Linked DNA regions of Sus scrofa: all the other regions are linked to region 2. A link is a contact called in public Hi-C and promoter capture Hi-C data. All regions are on one chromosome and are shown on one strand. The core of a region is the stretch at or near the end of the contact, and the rest is flanking DNA. Distances in the headings are between cores, read along the strand shown. Region 1 holds the start of MBD1 (methyl-CpG-binding domain protein 1). Region 2 holds the start of C1H18orf32 (a long non-coding RNA gene). Region 3 holds the start of MYO5B (unconventional myosin-Vb).

Region 1 (4,325 bases), core at 1,757-4,256, 870 kb before region 2:
TTATCTGGCTTGGCCATATTCCCTGTGAGTAGGCTAAAGCTCAGGTACACAGAAAGTCACGGGGTTAGGACTGCAGGCCTAAGATTGACCTGAAAAAATGGAATCAATGTGGTTTAGCCACACATTCTACCCCTGACACCTATATGGCCCACAAAATCTTATCTGCCATTCTTCCTTGAATATCCTAGGGCCAGATATTGGGAGGTAGCCTGAATGCCTATTCTGCAACAGCAATATAAAGAACAGCAAACACAATAAATCCCTGCTAAGACAATGGAGACTGCCTAACACAGCCATGCCCCATTTGCCTGGTAAGGAGTTTCTCTTTACTTACTGCTTTGATTAGAATGTCCAGCAACACTATGGCATTTTGGGTGTGTCATCATACTCATGCATCAGTTGAAAGTGTCCCAAAAACTTGGCTAGATCTTCCTATGTGGCCATCCTAGGATTTCCCCCACTGACAACACAGTCTCTTTACCCATGCCTGTTTCATTTTTTGGTCTTCTGGCTGGCTCACCAATTGTTCAAATGCGGAGATATTGAACATCTTCCAAAATGAGGAGATATTTTGAGGCTGAAAAAAAAAAAAAAACAGCAGGCAACTCCATAAAGTACACTTATGAACTTTATTGTGGGTAACTTATATACAGGTAAGGTTGGTGAGATTTTGACCCAGAATCATTCATAGCTGTACTACACACTGCTGGAAAAGGTATAGAATTTAAAAGTGTCAAACCTAAAGATAGACTCTGATTACTGTTACCAGGCCAGGTTCATTTGCCCGATATGTAGCAAGCCAAATGCTGAGATGATGAGGTTTGTAGCAGAGAAAAGTTTTATTCATGAGGCAGTCAAGAAAGAAGATGAATCTCAAATGCACCTCCTAAAGATAGGATTTGGGAATATCTATGGTATAAAGAGGTGGGATGGTCTGAGACATGGGAAAGGTGATGGGAAGTAAGAAAAGTGAGGTAATCAGCGGTCTGTACAAGTGTAGTTGCGCTTCATGGCTTTTCATAGGACATGTGTTCAGAAAATGGCAGTGTTACTATGTTCTGAGGGTGGAGTTTTTGGCCTTCTACTGTTACAAGATTGTCCATCTGACACTCAGGCCAATTGGATAGTCTGTGGTTTCAACTGGTCTGAAAAAGGGAACCTAATTTCCTGAAAAACAACATAAGCAAACATTATTACAGTGACCCTTATGTCTGGAAACTAGGGGGAATTTAGTTTAAAATCAGCTAACATGAGTTCCCATTGTGGCTCAGCAGGTTAAGACTAGTATCCATGAGGATGTGGGTTCAATCCCTGGTCTTGCTCAGTGGGTCAAGGATCCAGCATTGCCATGAGCTGTGACCTAGTGTTGCTGTGGCTGTGACCTAGGCCAGTAGCTGCAGCTCCCTTCCACCCCTAGCCTGGGAAATTCCGTATGTCATTGGTGCGACCACAAAAAAAAAAAAAAAAAAAAAAATCTGCTAACAGCATGGAACTAAAAGCAAGCAAGGCAGGTTAGATTTGGTGGGCCTACTCAAGTTAGCTTTCAGTTTCCCTACGAAAGGAGAAGAACGTTCATGCTCAGAACTGAGTTTTTTTCCTCCCCTCAGGGGTCTTATGAGCATTATTACTCACAGATCATTAACCATCTGCGTCAGCAACACGTGGTCTCCCAATTTTCATATCAGATGAAGGCAAGTGTAGAAGTTGGTCAGGAAACTTCTGTGGCTCTGGTACATTCCTTGTGAGTAGGCTAGAGCTCAGTCATGCAGAAAGGGGAGGGGTTAGGACTGTGAGTTTGCAATGGAGCTGAAAAAACGGAGTCAATGTGGTTCAGCCACAGTACCTTCGCTTTATGTAAGGTGCTGGTCATTCTGATTTTTTTCTTTTTTTGGTCTTTTTGCCCTAGAAAGGGCTGCTCCCGTGACATATGGAGGTTCCCAGGCTAGGGGTCGAATCAGAGCTGTAGCTGCTGGCCTACGCCACAGCCAGAAAAACGCCGGATCCTTAACCTACTGAGCAAGGCCAGGGATCGAACCCACAACCTCATGGTTTCTAGTCAGATTCGTTAACCACTGCGCCATGACGGAAACTCCTGGTCATTCTGATTTTTCATCCTTTGTCTCAAATATATATGTGTATATATACATAAACGGTGTATTCGGGAGTTCCCATGCAGTGGTTAACGAATCCGACTAGGAACCATGAGATTGCAGGTTCGATCCCTGGCCTTGCTTAGTGGGTTAAGGATCCCGCGTAGCTGTGATCTGTGGTGTAGGTTGCAGACGAGGCTCGGATCCCGCATTGCTGTGGCTCTGGCATAGGCCAGCGGCTACAGCTCCGAATCCACCCCTAGCCTAGGAACCTCCATATCCCACAGAAGCGGCCCAAGAAAAATGGCAAAAAGACCAAAAACAAACAAACAAAAAAAAGCCGGTGTCTTCGACTTCTAATAGGCGTAATAGGTCTCGGAGTTTTCTGATAGACTATCTCCTGGTTTATAATTCTCAGCTTGGCTCAAATAAAATTTTCTATTTCTCCTTTAGATCGACTATTGATTATTTTTTCCTTGACAGGAGGAACTTGAGAGCACAAACGCGACAGAGGCAACAGGTGGGAGAAGAGAGCTCCGGCTCAATCCCGGCCTTCTTCTCCGCTCCCTCCCATTACTCCAGTTGGAGGCCGCCAGCAAAACAGACGGCAAGACCAACCCCAGTCTTCCTTGTCCTCTTGGGCTGGGACTGGAGAGAGCAAGCGAAAACGAGTCGTGCAAAGTAGGGCAAAGCAGGTGCGCATGCCTAGCAGGTCTCGAAAGAGGCGGGAGCTGGGGATAGATGCCAATACGCAAGCGCAGCAGGTCCCCTTAAAATAGGCGCGCGCTGCGCTAGGACTCAACACGCAGGCGCAGAGGCATCCCATAGAAGGGCCAGCGCCAGAGGGCATTAGCGCGCAGGCGTCCCGCCAGGGGGGGCGGAGCCCGAGATGTGGGCAGCGGATTTCCGGTTCCTGGAGCAACGAACGGTCGCGGCGGCGACAGCTACCGCTTCGGAGGAAGCGGCTGTGGAGAAGGAAGAAGGGAAGCTGGACGGGGCGGGAGTCAAAACCGGGACCCTCGTCATGGGTCCGCGAACCTAGAGCGGCGGAAGGTACCGGCCGGGAGCCGAGCTGGTGAGACAGTGGTGGGGGTGGAAATGAAGATCGCTCAGGCGGGGAATGGGGAAGAATTGAGGCTCAGAACGCTGATCGAGAGCAATGAAGGGCCCTCAGGCCGATGTGTAGGAGGAATGGCGGCGTCGGAATATTGAAAGGGAGTAATGGGGAGATTTAGGCGGAGGACGGGGAGGAATGGGGCTCAGAAGGCTGACAGGTGGAAGTGTCGGATCTTGGACGAGGACGGAGAGGAAAAGGGGAGGATCCGAACGCTGAGCGGGACATATCGGGGCCTCTCAGGTTAAGGAAAGAGAAATGGGGGTTTAGAACGCTGAAGGGGAGAAAAGAGGGATCTTCAGGCTAATAACGAGGGAAAATGGGGCTTTGGAATGCTGAAAGGGAGGGACGGGGTTCTCCTATAGAGGATGATGAGAGATAGGGGGTCAGAACACTGACAGTTAGGGATGGCATGATCTGGACCAAGAGGAAGAGGGGTGGGGAGTTCAGAATGCTGAAGGGAGAAATCAGGGTTTCTCAGGCTGATGAGAGGAATAGAGGATGAGGACGCTGAAGGGAACTTTTTAGCTTTGGAAGATGGAAATAGGGAGGTTTGGGGGCTTGGGAAGGACTTGAGTCTCAGAACACTGACAAAGGGAAAGTAAGGTGGGGAAGTCTTTCAGTTTGAGGAACAGAAGGAATGAAGGGTTATTCAGGTCAAAAATGTGGAGAATTTGGGGGACTCTCTGGCATAGGACACAGAAGAAATTGAGGCAATAACACCAAGGCAGCAGGATAAGAGGACAGCATAGAGGGAAGGAATGGGAAGGATAAAGGATTGCAAGAGAGAAATTAGTGACTCTTGGGTCAAGGAAGGGAATAAATGGGAGGTCAGGACACCGAGGTAGAGTACTGGGACTTTAGTCTGAGGAGGAGTCCTGTGGGGGCCTCTTGGACTGAGAATGGGAGGAATGAGGTCTCTCAGGCTGAGGATGGGGAGGGATGGGGATTAGGACCCTGAAAGTGAGGAATGCATTGAGGGTAGGGACCCTTGAGTTGAGGATGGGGCTACCAGATCAAGAAGGGGGATGAATGACACAAGCTGCTGGGCCCAGGACAGGAAAGAATGGAGTGGCGATGGGGGTTTTTCTCTTCCTTATATTGTCCAGTTGCTTGTGACA
Region 2 (4,640 bases), core at 1,868-4,367:
TGTTTGTTTGATTTTTAGGCCAAACAGTGGGGCTGGACACAGGGTCGGTGGCCCAAAAAGAGTGCTGAATTTTTATTGCACATGCTTAAAAATGCAGAGAGTAATGCTGAACTTAAGGTACCTGAAACATTAATGTTTTTATACATAAAGCTTGGATTCAGTTTAAATTGCTATGTCTAGTTTGATTTCCTTGACTGTCTTTCTCTTTGTTTTCAGTATTTTAAGAAGGGTGGTAAGCTTTCTTACATGGACCTTTTTCATAGTACAATACATCCCTTCACGGAATATTTTTAAATATAAACAGTAATATAACGCACTTTTACAAAGGAACCATTATAATTGCCTTAGTAATGATTAATGTAGTTTGTTGTTTACACTCATAACGAGGAGACACATTAAGTTTCAGAAGTTAAAATAGTGATGTAGTCAACAAAACATAGGCTTGTCCATTTGAGAAGTTATCCATTACCTTTTTTGCTTCTGAAAATCTAGGCCAGAACTAGAATTAATGTAGGTCTGTTTAGCTTTAGCCGTCGTTTCCATTTGACCTCCAGCCGGGGAACTTCCATATGCCAGGGATGTGGCCCTTTTTAAAAAAAGAAAAACACTTAAAGATACTACCAGATCCTGTACTCGCCCTCCTTTATGGATGCCACTTAAATTTAGCACTGAGGTTTAATATTTAGAGTTAAGGAAAGTCACCTAGAATAAAGGTGAAAAAACATGATTGAACAAACATGCCATTTAGAGTCCTAAGAATAGCCTTTCAGATTTGTTATTAAGACAGGGACTTGAATGATGCAACTTGTGGTATCGATGTTAAGGTGTTACCTGATCTTGTTCCCTCTCCCTTGTTCTCAGGGCTTAGATGTAGATTCTCTGGTCATTGAGCACATCCAGGTGAACAAAGCCCCCAAAATGCGGCGTAGGACTTACAGAGCTCATGGTCGAATCAACCCTTACATGAGTTCTCCCTGCCACATTGAGATGATCCTTACTGAAAAAGAGCAGATTGTTCCTAAGCCAGAAGAGGAGGTTGCACAGAAGAAAAAGGTAAATTTCTTGTCTGTGTTCACTTTTTCTTTATTAGATTTATGGTTGCTGTGATGACTAACTTAGGACACCTTTGGAATAACCATGAAAGGAAACTATTCTGAGCAACCAGAAACCTAATCATTTTATTTTGACTTTTATTTTGGGTCTCATTTAGTTTCTTCACTAATGTAGTGACTACTAAATTTGTATTCATCTTCATTAGAACTGTGTGGTTATCTGCTGGTGTCCCCACCTAGATGTCTGTAATCACTGGACATGTAGCATGTCCAGAACTGGGCTCCTTTACCTTCCTTATCAGTATCTTGACCTCCTTCCCCCCATACCCCCCCCCCCCCAAAAAAAACCCTTGAGTTCAGGAGTTCCCGTCGTGGCACAGTGGTTAACGAATCCGACTAGGAACCATGAGGTTGCAGGTTCGGTCCCTGCCCTTGTTCAGTGGGTTGACGATCCGGCGTTGCCGTGAGCTGTGGTGTAGGTTGCAGACACGGCTCGGATCCCGCATTGCTGTGGCTCTGGCGTAGGCCGGTGGCTACAGCTCCGATTAGACCCCTAGCCTGGGAACCTCCACATGTCGAGAGAGCGGCCCAAGAAATAGCAAAAAAGACAAAAAAAAGAAAGAAAGAAAGAAAAATTGCTCTTCTAGGGGATAATGTAGTTTAACAGTCTTGTTTTTTCTTTTCCACAGATATCCCAGAAGAAACTGAAGAAGCAAAAACTTATGGCCCGGGAATAAATTTCACAAAAATAAATGCAAATAATAGTAAAAGAGTTTTGACGTCTTAATTAGTATGTTTCAAATGCACTCACAAAATGAAATAAGCTTACATAAGCATGCTGTTTTGAATCTTCTGGTGCCTTGCATAAAATGGAATTAGAACTGTGAAGAAATCTCTGAATTTTTTTTCCCACCCACTGCGGGGGGGGAGGGGGCTGCATACTTAGCATTCAGAAGTTCCTAGAGATAGAACCTGTGGAGCAGTGTCAATGCTGGATCCTGAACCCACTGAACAATGGGAACTTACACCCACTTTGTTGAGATTTAATACCTTGTTTGCTGTTTAGAACTTAATTCAGTTGTATGTCCATTGCATAATGCATTTATCATTATCCCAAGAGGAGGCTTAGCCTGTCACCCCTTCCACCCCAGTTTAGCTTTGGGTAGCTATACCTATTCCGACGATTTGTCTGTTCTGAACATTTAATAAACTCAGTGTGGGCCCTTTGTGGCTTGCATTTAGCATGATTGGGGTGGGTTGTAGCATGTACCTGTAATTCATAGTATAAATTTTAAACATGGGAGTCTTTTTTAGAAATAATGTTGCTGTGAACTTTGTAAAAGTTTCTCTTTGGGCATGTTCTTTTACTTGGGTGTGTAACAGTGGATTTGCTAGATCATAAGGTAATGAACATTAGAGGAACTTCAGGACAGTTCCTAAAGGGATGCTATTTATTGTCCCAGCACCAGTGTGTGAGGGTTCCAAATTCTTGCTCCTTAACAGCTGTCCTATGAGTGTGAAGTGGTATAGGCATTTCTTGGGAGCTAATACCGCTTGAAGCTGACTTTTTTTTTTTACCTTTTTAGGGCCGCACTCAAGGCATATGGAGGTTTCCAGACTAGGGGTTGAATCTGAGCTGTAGCTGCTGGCCTAGGCCACAGCAATGCCAGATTCAAGTCACATCTGCAACCTACACCACAGCTCACAGCAACTTGGGATCTTTAACCCACTGAGCGAGGCCTGGGATCAAACCAGCATCCCGTGGATACTATCAGATTTGTTTCCACTAAGCCACAGCCACGATGGGAACACCCGAGGTCACCTGAGGTTGATCTTAATGTTAAATTTCCCTGCTCCTGAATTTAAGACCCTCTTGCAGCAAGGGGCATAACCACAACTGCATTGGAAAGCAGTCTAGCCATCACAAGCAAGTAGAGCAAGCTTCCGAGGGGTTATGGACCCTAGCACAAGCATTACCCTTAACGTTAGCATCGTGGATCTAGTTCCGGCGGTGGGGGCGCATGGAAAGCCCTGAGCTTCCGCCTGCCCACAGCTGACGACTGTCGCTGCGCCGGAAGCCTTCTACAGGACGTCTCCGTTACGTCCGGCGCGTCCGCCGACTGACGCCAGCGCCCGTTTGTCTACCTCTTTTGCGGTGCCCATTGGCTTGGCTGCGGTACCTCCTGCCGCGTCTCTTTTTGGAGAAGCGCAGTCATTGGCGCCGGGGCTTGGTGGTCGCCGGTGAGCGGGCAGGGTGGGCCGGGGCTGCTGTGTGGTTGGGAGGCCGCGGTCTCTGCTCAGTGGAGCGGCGTTGAGCACCCGGCCAGCGGCGCGGTTCTCCTGCCCTCGGCTCCGGGCGGCCCGCCTGCCCCACGGTACAGTCTCCCCCTCCCTTCCCGTACCCTTCTCGCCCTTTGCCTCCCTCTCTGTCCTCGTCCACCCTCTCCTGCCCCCTGCCTCTCCTCTTCCTTCAGGATCCAGTCTCGGCCTGAACTGTCGGTATCACTTTTGTGTTACCATCACCACCATTCCTTTTTGCTTTCTCCTATCTTTTATTCGGTATTTTTATCTCAGCCTGTCCGGCTCTCCTTTGTCTACGCTGAGATGATACGCCAGACCAGGTTACTTATAGGAGGCGGCTGTCCGGCCTTAGTTCTACTCCTGCCCGAGTTCCAGTGGAGCCTCCGCCTTTTCCTATTCCGTTGTATTGGACTGAGTCGAATGAAATTCCTCTATTCCAACAGTTTCATTACGTTTTTCTCGCTCTGTTGTGATAATGCGAGAATTGGCTTGAAGAGAGTAGATAGTGATTTTTATCAGTTAATCATAGCCACCTTCTAGACCTTTCTAAGCCATAATTAAGTCTAATTAATATTCTTGAGAATTTAGGTAAAATAGTACATATGAATTTGTTTTAAAACACAGTTTCAAATAGGTAAAAACGTGAATCTTTATGATGGAGGAATCACCTGTCATATTAACCTAGTTCACGGTAGCATTTCCAGTCGTTTGGAAGGGTTTAATTGTTGACAGTTTGGTAGAAAGGGGAATAACATGATGATCCTGTTTTGGGAAGGGAAAAGGCAAGAGCATGAGATAGGAAACAAGAATTAGGAATTCTGCTCTTAGCCAGCTCTATTTATTAGTTACCTAAAGTGTGGACCTTGGACAGGTTACAACTTTTGGATCTGTTTGGGGGTGGGGTTTTTTCTTATACTAACAACACTTACATAGTACTTAATATGTGCAGACACTGTTTTGAGTTTTATATTCCAGTTTATCTAATCCACACTGCATCCCTGTGAGATAGGTACTTTTACTGTCTTTTTTTTATGGATGAGAGAATTGAGGCACAGACTGGTTAAATAATTTGCCCAAGAACACTAGGAAGTGGTGAAAGCAGGCATCAAATCCAGGTAGCTGCCAGCCATTCTCTTTTTGCTTTTTTTGCCTTTTGTAGGGCCCCTCCGAACTTCCCAGACTAGGGGTCTAATCGGAGCTGTAGTCACCAGCCTATGTCACAGCCATAGCAACGCAGGATCTGAGCCTCGTCTGCGATCTACACCACAGCTCAGGGCAACACCAGAT
Region 3 (4,389 bases), core at 1,398-3,897, 770 kb before region 2:
ATGGCTGTGGCATAGGCTGCAGCTGCAACTCCAATTCCACCCCTGGTCTGGGAAATTCCATTTGCCACAGGTGTGACTGTTTAAAAAAAAAAAAAAGATGCAGCTTTTCTGGATCCTCTGCTTTAGGGTGTATTATGTGGCTGCAGTCAAACTGTCATTTGGGGCTATGGTCTTCAAGTTGAGTCTGAAGGCTTGACTAGTCCAGAATCTGCTTCCAGTCTTACTAACTTCACTATTGGGAGAATTCAAATTGTTGAGGGTTGTTGGTCTGAGGCCACCCTTACTTACCACAGGGGTCTCTCTGAAGGGCGGCTCAGGGATATGACAGCTTGCTTCACCAGAGCAAGCATGTAAGAGAATTCAAGCAAGACAAAGGGCACAGTCTTATAACTTAATCATGGGTGTGATCTCCTATCACCTTTGCTATATTTTATTTGTTAGAAGAAAATAACTAGGTCCTGCCCATGCACAATTCACCTACAATTTTTTGAGTTCTATTTTGTGCAAGGCATTGTGCTAGAAAGTACAGAGGGTACAAATAGGGGTCAGGTATGGTTCCTGCCTTCAAAGTCCTTAGAGCCTAGAGGTGAGGGGAGCAAGAGATATTAGGACACACATAATACAGGGTGTGGTAAAGGGGACGTTCTCAAGAGAGGTGAAGGTGAGTGCTCTGGAAGTTCAAAGTTCTTCCCCTTAGTATGTGATGGAAACCCCACCTGTCAGGAGGAAGACCAAAGAACTCCCAGTGGATATCTTCTCTTTACTTTGAGAAGGCATGGAGCACAGAGCAGTGAAAAGTATGAGCCTTATACCACCTGGGGTACTTACTAACCATGAAGACTCATGGTCCACAGTGGATCAACTGGATTAGCATCCCCTGGCGTCCCCTTCATCCTGATACCCCGGCACATGCTTAGACTTTAGAGTGAGATAGAGTTGGGTTGAATACTGGCTCTCTGACCTAGAATGTCTCTTCCATCCCCACTCCCCCCCCACCCCCAGCCTCACTTTGCTCATCTGTGAAACAGAATTAATGTATGGACCTCCTTTATAGCGTTGCTCTGAGACAAGATCACAAAAGCAAAGGACTTGGCAAGTTTCCTGGCACAAAGTAAGTTTTCAAATGTCTTTATTATTATTCAAAGGAGGGAAAGCCCATATCTGATTTGGGGATTAGAAATCCACAAAGCTCTGGCCAAGAATAGTATTCTCCTCAGGGATGTGATTCAGTTCAGTCAGCATGAATTCAGCTTTTGATTTGTGCCAGGTATGATGGAAGCCAGAAAGTTGGAACTGGGTTGGGGGTGGGGAGAAAGGAGGGTGACATGAACCTCAGGTTGGTCCAAGGGCCTGGCAGGATTGCTAGCATTGCCTATCTGGCAGGTGGAAAAGTGGGTCTAAAGGTTAGAATTGGATTTGAGAGTTAATATTGCAGTAAGAGATGAAATGGGGGTGTGCCTGAGAAGAAATGTGAGATCTGGGAAATGGGCCACAGCTTTATTCAGGAACCAGGAAGAGAAAGCAGAAGGTGTGGTTAGTGAGGCTGGGAAAACAAGAGAAGAAGAACGACAGAGGCTAGGGGAGGAGGTGGTTTAACAACATGGGGAGAACCAGTTACCAGCCCGTGCTTCAGAGGGAGATGGCAATTTCAATAGGATGGAGCTGAGAGGAAACCATTTTGGAGGGTATTAAAGCAGCAGCTCTTCACCTTGGCTGTCATTAGAATCATTTAGGAACTCTTAAAAACCCCTTTGCCCAGGCAGCATCCAAGACAAGTTAAATCAGAATTTCTGGGAGTGGGAGCCAAGCATTTGCTTTCGTAAAAGTGATTCTCATGCAGAAAATGTTGAAAAACAGTGAATTACAGAGGGACTGGGTGTGGGTAAGTGGAGCCAGCAGTAGAAACTACCACTTCAAGAACTTTAGTAGAAAAGGAGAACAGAGGAAAAGTCAAGAGCTAGTGGAGAGATGGGACCACGGATGGAGCATGGTGGTGGAGCAGGCAAGGACATATGGAGCAAAGGTGGGGATTGGGCCTTCCTAGCCCGAGAGGAAAGAATCTGTGGCAGGGGTGAGGACACAGGATGCCAAGCCCCACACCCCGCCTTTCTGATGGGAAGGTCTGTGATGAGGCCCCATATGTTGTATTTCTAAAAAGTTCCCAGGTGATGCTGATGGTCCTGGGTGGTGGGGCGGGGTGGGGTGGGGCTGTCACACTTTCATAACTATCAGGATACGGGGAAGGAATAAGGGGAAGGAAACTATGTAGACAGATTTTTGAGGGAGAGAGAAATGATGGAATCATTTCCTTTTTGTTCTTCCCAATGTTATGAAGAGCTTCCTTTCAGATCCAAGAAGAGTTGCCCAAGCTTTGTTCACTTCCTTTATCAACCCTGGAAATAAAATCCTTTAGAATTATGGAGGAACTTAAAACTTCAGATGCTTGGGTCTCACCCTTCAATGAATCCGAGTTCCTCAGGGTGGGGAACCCCTTCCTTGGAAGGGCTTTAAAGCTCCTCAGGTGATTCTTACTGAGGAAGCATAGTCGAGAAGGGCTGCAGGTGGATTAAATGGAGATCCTGTCTTCCAAGTGGGAGGGTCTTAAATGGGATGAGTTTAAGAATCACCTTTCAGGGAGCGGGGCTCTAGAACAATTGTTCCAGCGACATAGATGGATGCTTTGGTTGAGAGCCACTCTCAGGGGCCATCACTCATTCAGGTACAAATGCCACCTCAAAAGACCAAATGTTTCTTCCTACAGCTCCTGCGCTCCCTTTACTGCCTCCTGCCAATTAATTTCCTCTTTGGCTGAAATTTCTACTTTATGTTGCAAGCAGAAGAGGGAGTGGCGCTGCCAATGTCACTGGCAGAACCGACAAAAGTAAATCAGGTAGGCAGCGGCAGAGGGACTGAGAGTGCGTGTGAGAGAGAGCGGAGAAAATGTGAGACTTCCCAGAAAAGCAAACAATTTTCTGATGGGGGTAGGGAGCCTAGCCGCAAGCTGTGGGTGAAACTGTCAAAGTGGAGAAGACTTCAGCTCCCACCTTTCCGATCAGGATTTCAGCGCAGGCAGCTCAGTTTGGCGGAGACAATCTTTGGTATATCCAAATCACCCTAATCTACGACATAACGATTTTTAATGATGCAGGTATTGAATGTAGCCCCGTAAATCCAGAGGAAAATGTATGGAGTCTTTCAGCTGCAAGCATTTCTCCTTTTTATTCCTCTTCTCCCTTCTCGGATACTTCCACCTCTTTTTTTTCTGATCTGCACCGGATCCCCGCCCACCGCAGGTGCCCGGACCCGGAGCGCACCTGTCCGGAGCGCGCCGGGCGTCCAGCAGGGGGCAGTCGGCGCCGGCTCCTTGCGCGGCCCCGCCCCCGGCCAGGAGGACCCCTCTGCGGCGGGGGCGCGAGAGGGCGCGGCGGGTTCGGCCCGGGCAGGGCTCAAAGGCGGCGGCGGCAGTGCGTCCGCCGCCCGCTCGGACGCGCGCCCGCCCTCTCCCTTCTCGGCCGCCCCCCTCGCCCGCGCCGCCTCCCATACCTGAGCCGGGAGCGGCGCTGCGCGGCCTCCTCCCCCGCCCGCCCGGTCGCCACTCCTGCCCGGCCGCCGCTGCGCCGCCACTGCCGCGGGAGTAAAGGTCGCGCCGGCAGAGAGCGAGCCGGCTGCGGCGCCTCCAGGAAGCCGGCGGGGCAGGTTGGAGAAAAGGGGAAAGAACCGAGAAACTCTCGAACAGCCCAGGAAGATGGCGCCAGGAGGGCCGGCCATGGACTGAGAGCCGCTGGGGCCGCGAAGAGCCGGACCCGCCCCCCATTGGGGCACGAGCGAGGGCAGCCCGCCAGGCACCGAGCTCGAGCCCGGGCCCGGCCCGGCCTGCGGGGTCATGTCGGTCAGTGAGCTCTACAGCCAGGTGAGTGCGGGCCGCCTCGGGCCCGGGGCACAGGTGAGGGCTGAGGGGAGGGCGGTCCTCGGGGGCGCCTTCTCCTGCGGCTCGGCGGGTAGGGGCGGCGGTGGACGCCTCTCAGCCTGCCCCCTCGCCGCCGCCTCCGCGCCCCGAACTTCGGGAGGCAGAGAAAGTTTGGCTGTTCCGGGAGCGCCCCGCGCTGACCGCCCGCGGCTCCCACCCCTGGCAGGCTCCCTGACTCGGTGCGGTTGCTGTTCTCGCCCCAGCTCAGTCCGGTCGAGGTCCCGATACCTTAGGAGCGACCCCACCAGTTCGGAGCCTCCGGCACTAGCACAGCCCCCCACGGTGCTCCCCTGCTCGTGGACCCCACATCGGGGCTCTGCATCGTGGGCTCCCAAGGGCGACCCTCGCGTGCCATTAAGGGGGATCCCTCAACTTGGGGGGTGTTCCTACATTTGGGAGTGGGGAGAGGGGGGACCCAACCT

The links. Promoter capture Hi-C pulls out the DNA fragments that hold promoters and counts their contacts. Hi-C and Micro-C count contacts between places; a contact is called where the count stands out from the background.
Region 1: a promoter capture Hi-C map of liver shows a contact between it and region 2, with 5 times the contacts expected there. The contact joins the promoter of MBD1 here to the promoter of C1H18orf32 in region 2. A contact is called at or near these places in 1 of 5 promoter capture datasets (liver), 1 of 47 Hi-C or Micro-C datasets (liver) and 1 of 2 datasets of contacts at active chromatin or transcription factors (alveolar macrophages).
Region 3: a Hi-C map of liver shows a contact between it and region 2, with 8 times the contacts expected there. The contact joins the promoter of MYO5B here to the promoter of C1H18orf32 in region 2. A contact is called at or near these places in 2 of 5 promoter capture datasets (fetal skeletal muscle and liver) and 15 of 47 Hi-C or Micro-C datasets (brain, embryonic fibroblasts, fetal heart ventricle and 9 more).

Annotation. Positions count from the first base shown.
Region 1 is chr1:99,916,009-99,920,333 of Sscrofa11.1, reverse strand. It overlaps MBD1 (methyl-CpG-binding domain protein 1), which reads left to right and starts at 3,006. Exons shown (of 24, transcript XR_002344345.1): 1 at 3,006-3,143.
Region 2 is chr1:99,041,706-99,046,345 of Sscrofa11.1, reverse strand. It overlaps C1H18orf32 (a long non-coding RNA gene), which reads left to right and starts at 3,117. Exons shown (of 3, transcript XR_002344306.1): 1 at 3,117-3,293. RPL17 (ribosomal protein L17) reads left to right here. Exons shown (of 7, transcript NM_001244558.1): 5 at 19-117; 6 at 862-1,053; 7 at 1,742-1,824. The coding sequence ends at 1,789.
Region 3 is chr1:99,809,192-99,813,580 of Sscrofa11.1, reverse strand. MYO5B (unconventional myosin-Vb) reads left to right here and starts at 2,647. Exons shown (of 39, transcript XM_021093027.1): 1 at 2,647-2,719. The coding sequence starts at 2,672.